Linked DNA regions of Triticum aestivum: region 1 is linked to region 2. A link is a contact called in public Hi-C data. All regions are on one chromosome and are shown on one strand. Each heading gives the region's core, a stretch centred on a gene start, on an enhancer-like site or on the middle of the called end of the contact. The rest is flanking DNA. Distances are from core to core; before and after follow the strand shown.

Evidence for each region. Hi-C and Micro-C count contacts between places; a contact is called where the count stands out from the background.
Region 1: a contact with region 2 is called in a Hi-C map of leaf, with 2.3 times the contacts expected there. The contact joins the enhancer-like site here to the promoter of LOC123122971 in region 2. A contact is called at or near these places in 2 of 5 Hi-C or Micro-C datasets (both in leaf).

The regions. Positions count from the first base shown.
Region 1 is chr5D:481,034,442-481,038,621 of IWGSC CS RefSeq v2.1, forward strand. No RefSeq gene overlaps it. Among protein-coding and RNA genes, the nearest start is that of LOC123125609, 19 kb to the right of the region's middle. Within about 2 kb of position 1,985, at least 5 of the 8 cell types and tissues checked have an H3K27ac peak or open chromatin away from gene starts, as enhancers often do. A contact at or near this core is called in leaf, where this site is marked.
Region 2 is chr5D:480,997,669-481,001,856 of IWGSC CS RefSeq v2.1, forward strand. LOC123122971 (probable xyloglucan glycosyltransferase 9) reads right to left here and starts at 2,316. Exons shown (of 5, transcript XM_044543359.1): 1 at 1,189-2,316; 2 at 796-1,104; 3 at 404-694; 4 at 196-309. The coding sequence starts at 1,953.

The sequences.
Region 1 (4,180 bases), core at 735-3,234, 36 kb after region 2:
CAATAGAGAAAGAGAAAGGCACTAGGAATAGACAATGATATGACACGTGGGGTAGGGATGTAAGTGAGAGTAGACTCTGATCCTGGGTGGGATGGAACTTTTCCCAGTTTGCCAAACAGGTTCAAGGTCGGGATCAGACCAGGATCATGAGTACAGGGTACAGTCTTCAGGGAATTTGAGGTGAGGGTTTATTCACGACGAGCTCTACAATCTTAAGGTTTAAACCAGACTTCACTCAAGTGCCAACCGCCCACGCCGCTCGCGGGCGCGCCAATCTACGTGCGTTTTGCAGCGGGCGGTGCCTACGCGCTCTCCTTGCATGGCCGCGGTATCAGGTTCCTACGTGGTACTGGGACCGTCCAGACCCCCGATTATTTTGCTCCTTGCATGAGCGTGACCTCCCACCAATCTACCTACGTTGATGATGGGAATGGGCTTGTTTTATCTTTGGCCTTGATGCTGGGAATGTGCCATGAACCACGAATTACGGCATTAATTAGCATATCTCCAACTGCGATGCAAGTGGAAGTCGAACACGTACAGGTAGAGGCCAGGTGAGTGGTGACTTGACAAAGCCGGGGCGGTCGTGTCGCATGTGCCGGAGTAAAGGAGAAAGGAAAGAGGATGGCGAAAGGCGACCGACGAGACCCGACCCGTGATTAGGGACGAGACCGCCGGGGCGACAGCAGCGCATGCATTTAGGGCCATTTAAATAAATTAACCGACGAACATGTGTAGTGCAGTGCAGTGCAGTGCATGGACCATCGACACTGTCCTCGTCCGGTTTTGAAAGCGTTTCAAAAGCTTTTGCGCGATGTTTGGCAGATTCATCGCTTCCTTTTCCATGTCGAGATCAACATATCTTAGAATTTTAATGGCTCGGCTCGGAAATGGGGTGCTACGCGCGACGGCCGCCAGGTTTGAACCTGTTTTTCCATTCTAGTACTAGTATATATAGTGTAGCTACTCCCCACGAGGCTCGTGGTCGGATTAACGACACCCCCTGGCTTCAGTTCCCGGAGCGGATGACAAAAGTTCAGAGAGACAAAGGCATGTATGTATGTCGGCCAAGTTCGAGTGAGTAACACAAGGAAGGACATCTGTTCTGTTTGAAGCACGTTCATCTGAAAACCCGCCCCGGATGAGATGAGCACTGATGAGTGATGACTGTTCTTGACTTCACAGCGCACACGTTCAAGCAGGAGTATATATGTTTATGCAAACAGGCGCCCAAGATTCTTTCCTGTGCTGGCGGATCTCTTGTCAAAACTGGCAACTTCCCGCTCCCGGCGCCGGATTAGGCAAACCAGCTGCGTTGCGAGAACCAGTGAAACGCGCGCGGCATGGGAGTGACCCTGTGATGGTACGCCGGAGCTGTCGTGGCTAGCGTCCAATCTCGATCGGGGTAGCCCACGCTGGCGTCCCTGGAGTCGCGGGAAGGCGCATGTGGGTGATGTGAGGTCGGCCGCAACTCTAGCTGATGCCGCATCTTCTTTTGTGATCTTGTCACTGGACTGGACCATGTTTTTGTGTAGCTTTTGCCTTACGTGCGTGCGCTCCACATCTACGACGAGACGATGATGCGTCTGGCCGAGCGGCCGGAGGGGCTCGTCTGGCACTGGCTTCGGACGGCGCCATGCCATGTTTGCTAGCGCAAACGGGTGACAAAGTCGACATGTTTCACTCGACCTCTCCTCGTGCTTTCAGGGCATGGTATGTGCTTAGACTTGCACTAATGCACTCTGACTGTATAATGCCGGAATACCCGACAAACGCTCAAATGAGTAGTAGTAGCACGTACAAGTGGTCACGCAGATGGTAACAGTGGCACGTACTACAAACAAACAACCTTATCTCGCTTTCATTTGTTTATTATTAAGAGGGCGGCAGCTGAACCGGAAGGCGGGCGTACGTGCGTGCGTGCCTGTCACCAACGCGCCACATGCAGGCCAAATCGGCATTTACCCGGCGGACCACCCGCGCTGTCCTCCTGTCGTCTCGTCGCCTCTCCTCTCCTCTCCTGTGAGGTCGGTCGGTCAGGTCAGCCACGTTCGGTTCGACCCCGGGACGGGACCCTTCGAGCCTACCTCGCCGACCGCCGCGATCTCTGCTTGATTCCCGGCCCACCGCCGCCGCGCCGACCCAGCCCCGTTGACGAGCCAGGTTAAGTGGTTGCCTTGCTGCTTTCACCGTTTTGGGCAAGGGGGTGCTCGTAATACGTAATAACATATACCTCTGCGAATAGTTAACGAGAAAGAACACACTTGTGCACCGGGTTCGAGGCCGTGGTTCCTGGAATGTTTTTCGAGCCAAGACACGAGCGCATGTGCTAGCTTAGACCAGCCATAGTAACATGCCCATGTTACCACTCTATGTTACTACCTCCATAGTGTAGTAACATGTCCATATTACTACTCTATGTTAGTACCTTCATAGTGGTAACATGCAACACTTTATTTATTAGACTATAGACACATTTTGCCTTGATATGTGTGATGTTATTCATACTACTAGTAACTAGCTATGTTATCACACGTCTCTCTTTCTTCATTTATTGCTTGCGACATCATCTATTTTATCTAGATATGTGTGATGTTACTACCTATGTTACTCCCACTGTGGGTAGCCTTAGCTGGGCATGAAGCCATGAATGCAGGTGTTGATGGTTAACGGAATCCACGTGCCCTCTTGCTCTTGGGCTAACCTAACAAGGCCGATGCTAGGTACTACTCCTACCAAGCATCATCAATTTGTGATGGTACACGCGACCGGACGCGAGAGGCAACAACCGTTCTCTTCCAAACGACCTGATGCATGGGCGAATGATCTTTGCATTGTTCGGTCCATTTTGGGCGGCACCATGCAGACAACGAGCAGAAGCTCCCGTTGCGGTCGCTGTCCGTCGCGAACGCGTTCGTTCGTCCAAGCAACCTGCCGCGTGGGAGAACGATTCTCGTTCCGTTGCTCGGTCCATTCGAGGGGGCGCCTGCCTCTCAACCTGAGCCTGAAGACAACCGAGAGGAGCTCGACGGCGTCCCGACGTAGTCACGTCGACGTAACGCGGCACAGACGAGAGGTGGCGGCACCGGGAGAGGTGCTGGGACGCCGGACGGGGCGGAGAGGGAGAGGTCGATGGTCGGTTGACACGCGCGCGCCCACGGGCTTCACAGTGATTCCGTTACGGATCCGCCGAGCTGTTGGCCATCGCCGGGACCCCTGGCTGGCTGGCTGGCTGGTGAATCGCGGCATTGATCAGAGGTGTCAGGCGGATCGTGGATTCGCGAGACGCGTCGCCTCTCCCGTGCTGTGCCTGTGCGTGCATGCAGATGAAGGGGCGGGGTGGACGGACGCGGAGAGGGACCAGCGCTTCTTTGTTTCACGGTCGGCTTGGTTGGCCGGCAGAGTTACGCTTCTCGTGATATTTTTCATATGCTGCTTTTTTTTTCATATGCTGCTACTTGTTGGAAAGTTCTCAACTGCACGCGAGCTCTAAACAGGAAATTCGATTTAACGAAAAAAAAAAGTTCTTAAATTTTCTTGGGCAAACTTTAACAAATGTTTTGAGAGCTTGCCAATTTTCATGTTGAAATGGCATTCGTAAGTCGCGGCAAAAATAAAATAAAATCAGCACACCAAAATGCTTTTGAAAAATGGCATTTTTGGAGCATTGATTTTTTTGCCACGGTTCCAAGAATGTGATTTCATGATGAAATTTTGCAAGCACTCAGAACATTTGTCAATGTTTCACACAAAAAAATCTGAATTTTTTAATATGATTTTACTGTTCATCTGAGCTCATTTGTGCTCGAGCTAAGAATAGCTGTGTAACTCGTTTTGTTATTTTGGACCTTTTGTTTGTGGCGAGGTGGAACCGTGCAATATGGGAATACGCGGATAATGTTGTAAGATGTTTATTTAGTTTTCTGGTGATAGGAAAGTTCTTATGTCAGAAGAATATCCACACCCTTGATGAACTAATCTTTTGTTCTGGATTTTTTATCTATTATATATGATCTAATCACCTAGAGGATCACAGCTTAATTTCATCATTCCAAATATGAAGTTGCTTTACCACACATACCGTGTGGTCTTGATGAACTAGTCGTAATCGATGTATTCTTTCTTTTGCGAAAATTGTACCTTTTGTTTTCAAAGCAACGGTCTACCACGTCAATTTCTA
Region 2 (4,188 bases), core at 1,066-3,565:
TGCGAGAAGCGCATGCTGAATTGGGTGTTTACATACTCTCAATTCTCAATTCAAAAGAAATAACATTTCAGAGTTTTCGCCAGCAATTTTAATATTAGTGGAGCACGTCTCACCTGCCACATCTTAGTTAGGTTATAGCACTATCTAAATTGTAGTCCATTCTGCTTAGGTGCAAGAAAAAGAGCATAACAACACCTTGGACTTGATGATGTCCGGTATGCAAAGCCTGAATAGCTGCATTGGACCGGAATGCCACCGATGTTGCTGCTTCCTGTAAGCCTCGTATGACTCTGGCAGTTCACATTGGCACTGTCACATTAAGACAAAACATTTCAGCTCAATTGAAATGGTCAGCACAACTGTCAAACATACAATTCAGATGAAATTGTTCATTATACAATACCTCGACATCGTTCAGGAAGATAAACTTCCAGCCATGGAGATGCGCCCGAACCGCAATGTCCATATCCTCCACTGTTGTCCGCTCCATCCACCCGCCGGACTCCTCCAGCGCCTTGATCCTCCACACGCCGGCCGTGCCATTGAACCCAAAGAAGTTTAAGAAGACACCATTCACCTGCTGCTCCACCTCAAAGTGGAAGCAAAGATTGATGTTCTGCAACCGAGTCAATAAGTTCTCATCCTTGTTCACAAACGACCATCTCGCTTGCACCAGCCCCAATTCATCATTGTCCTGAAAACAGCAAAACAATTGACAAATCAGAACTGGAATCCTAAAACCATGAACGATTGGTAACAATATAAGTAGTAGTACAAACATTCCCCTGAATCTACCTTGAAATGTGGCACAGTGCGCTTTAAAAAGTCGGGGTTTGGTTGGAAGTCAGCGTCAAAGATGGCAACAAATTCGTAATCCTTGACGTAGCTGCAGGCCATGGCCGACTTGAGGTTCCCGGCCTTGTACCCGTCCCTGAGCACGCGGTGCCGGTACAGAATCCGGGCCCCGGTCTGCTGCCACTTCGCGACCTCCTCCCTGATGAGCGACTGCGTCGTCGGGTCGTCGGAGTCATCTAAAACCTGAACCAAGAAGTTGGACCTCGGCCAATCGAGGTTGCAGACGGCCGCAATTGATTGCTGATACACCTGCACGACGAACAATGGCTGGTTACGAGGCTGCGAATTTGGAAAGGGGATTAATGGTGCGGCTTGAGAGCGAGCGACACTGACCTCTTTCTCGTTGCACATTGGTATCTGCACGAGCACCATGGGGTAGTAGCCGGCGTCGGGGTCCTCGGCGTCCGGCAGCGCCGGGGACTTGAGCCTGGGCTTGATGCGCTTCACGGTGATGTAGAAGCTGCCGAGGCACTGGATGAGGCGGTCGGCGCTCTGGATGAGGAAGAGCACGACGCAGGCGTCGGTGAGGAACTGGAGCAGCGGCGCGAGGTAGGCGGCGCGGAGGCGCAGCCAGGAGGCGTAGAGCGACTCGACGCCGATAATGGGGAGGGCCAGGGCGGAGGCGGCGAGGTCCCAGCCGTGGAAGCGCGCGGCGAGCTCGACCGCGAGGAGGAGCAGGGAGAGGAGGAGGAAGGCCCTAATGAAGGCGTAGAAGCGGGAGCGGAGCACGGGGCTCTCGCCCGCCGAGCCGGGCGTGGCGCCGGCGTCGGCATCGGTGCGGCCGTCGGCCACGCGGCGCCTGGCGGCGGCGCCGAGGGTGACGGCCGCGGAGGCCAGCGAGGCGAGGCAGCCGGCGGCGCGGTGCGCCTTGAGGAGCAGCACCCAGGTGATCTGTTTGGCGTTCTTCCCGCGGCCGCCCTTGCGGCGGCGGGCGGCGCCGGCGCCGGAGACGAGGAAGTCCTCGTCCTCGGCGTCCTCCGGGGAGATCTCGGAGATGGACCAGTTGGGGTTCTCCATCTTGACCACCACCGGCGTGCCCCGGTAGGCACCGGCGCCGGCGCCGGCCCTAGCGCCCCATAAGCCGGTCCACGGCGCCATGAATGGCCGGTCCGAGAACCCAACCCCCGCCCTCCCTCCGGCCAAGGGCCTGGGCCTTTCGTTCCCCCCGCCCCCAAATTAGGCGCCCACTCTACCACACACTATTCCTGGCCCCCGGCGCCCCTTCCTTCCTCCCTCCTTTCCACCCCTCCGACTCGGACTCCACCACCGCCGCCGCCGCCGCGCCCCAATCTACTACCACCTCAAGACTCCACTGTGCGAGTGCGCAGCTCACTCCACTGCCATTAGAGCTTTAAGAAGAAGAGGGGGGAGGGCGGCGGGCAGAGGACGAGGAGGGACGGGCTGGGAACAGCTCGACGCGTCTCGAGAGACAGACAGAGGGAGAGAGATCGGCCCGGCCGTGGGGGCAAATATTTTACGGCGCTTCCTTCCTTTGTCTTTCCCTGCCTTAATTCCCTTTTACTTCGCCGCATGTCCTTTTTTTCCCTAATTTATTTATTTACCTTCCTTCGTACTCCTGCTGCTGCTGCTGCTACCGGAGATAATTACGGTGAGAAATTCACGCGTTTCCTGTGGTTTGGCTTCCGGGTGGGATCCATCATGCAATTGCATGGTACCGACCTCGGCTTTACCCTTTGGCCCGTGCTTTCGAACAAGATAAAGCCTGTGCATGTTTCAACTTTTTGTTTAACTAGCAAAAGGCCGTTGCGATTGCAACCGAAGAAAATAATACCACATGCTCTTAATTTAGAAAAAAAAAGTTCTATAATCTGAGTACTTGTAGCTACGAACCAAACAAAAATGGTCTTTGCCTACAAAAGGGCAAGTTCAAGATTCCACATGTCTTTGTAGATTTAATACGTACAAAGAAACAGGCAAGTGATCTTCAATTTCGTCTCTAATTCTGATTTTGCTGAGATGTTCATCCACAATCCGGATCAGTACCAGTATGAAAAAAAGACGAATAATGCACTGTTTATTAAGATTGCATCCTGGATAGTATTTTTTAAATGGTTAACAGGTAAAATAACATCATATTAAGATGGTGACTGCTACGGATCAGCCGGATGATTTCCTTCCTAGAGAAATCATCCGCCTGGCCGGCCGTTCGATTAGGTGCATGTGACCCATCCGATTAGAGCAACCCAGCCCACCATCGTCCTTCTCCTCTCTTGTATTGCATCCACCAGCTGCGACACCCACCTCCGCAACGACGATGATGCAAAGAGAAAACCGGCGACTGCAGCGCCGTCACACCCACGCCGACGAGTGCACGCAGCTCCTAGAGCCGCCGGCGACCGCTGCATCGCAGCACCGGGAGCCACCGGAACTGCTCCATTGCAACACCGAGCTCGCCGCCGCGCCAAGCTTCATTGCAACTCCGGCGGGAGCTTCATTGCAGCTCCGACGGAGTCCATTCCATCGCCATCGCAGCTTCAACGACTCCGGCGGCGCTCCATTGCAGCTCCGACGGAGTCCATTCCATCCCCATCGCAGCTTCAACGACTCCGGCGACGCTCAACTGCAGCTCAGCGCGGCGCGAGCGTTGCATAGCAGCACCGCGGCAAAAACCATTCTGGCTTCTGGCCAATAGCACCGGAGAGCGCAGCACCTTAGCACGGGTGCGCCCTGCAGCGTCGCTCCCCAACCCGGATTGCAGCGCCAGCGAGCGTTGCATCATAGCTGCGCTGCACCAACAAAAAGCGTTGCATAGTAGCACCGCGGCAACAGCCATCTGAGCTTCACACGGGTAGCGCGGCGAGTGTTGCGCAGCGCCGGTGCGTGCTATGGCGTCGCTCCACCAATGGCTTGTACAGCCGGCGTGTGTGTAAGCTGCATCGAAGCCATTGGACTGCCTGATGAACGTTGCATCACAGGAGCGCCTAAAAAACGGCCGGCCACCTGCTGTGTAAGGTATTGGAGAGGACGAAGCTCGGGCGCGCCAGCTTGCTTTGAGGTTGAGGAACGCATCCATGGAGGGGTTCCAGCAGGAAAGAAGCAGGGGGATTTTGTTCAGAGGAAGGGGAAAGAATGACTGGTCTGCGTGCCTCCCGCTGGAGATAAGGAAAGCGATCGAGGGGCAGTGGGTGGGCCACCACGGGACGCGTGGTGCGCGTACGAGGAGGTTTACGCCAGAGGAAAATCATCCGGCTTAAAACAAGCGTTTTCCTATTAAGATTCCATATATTTTTCTAATCAAATTCCATATATAACATGTTAAATTTGGAGTTCGGTTTAGAAGATACGGATATTTTTAAAAACATTTAATATGTA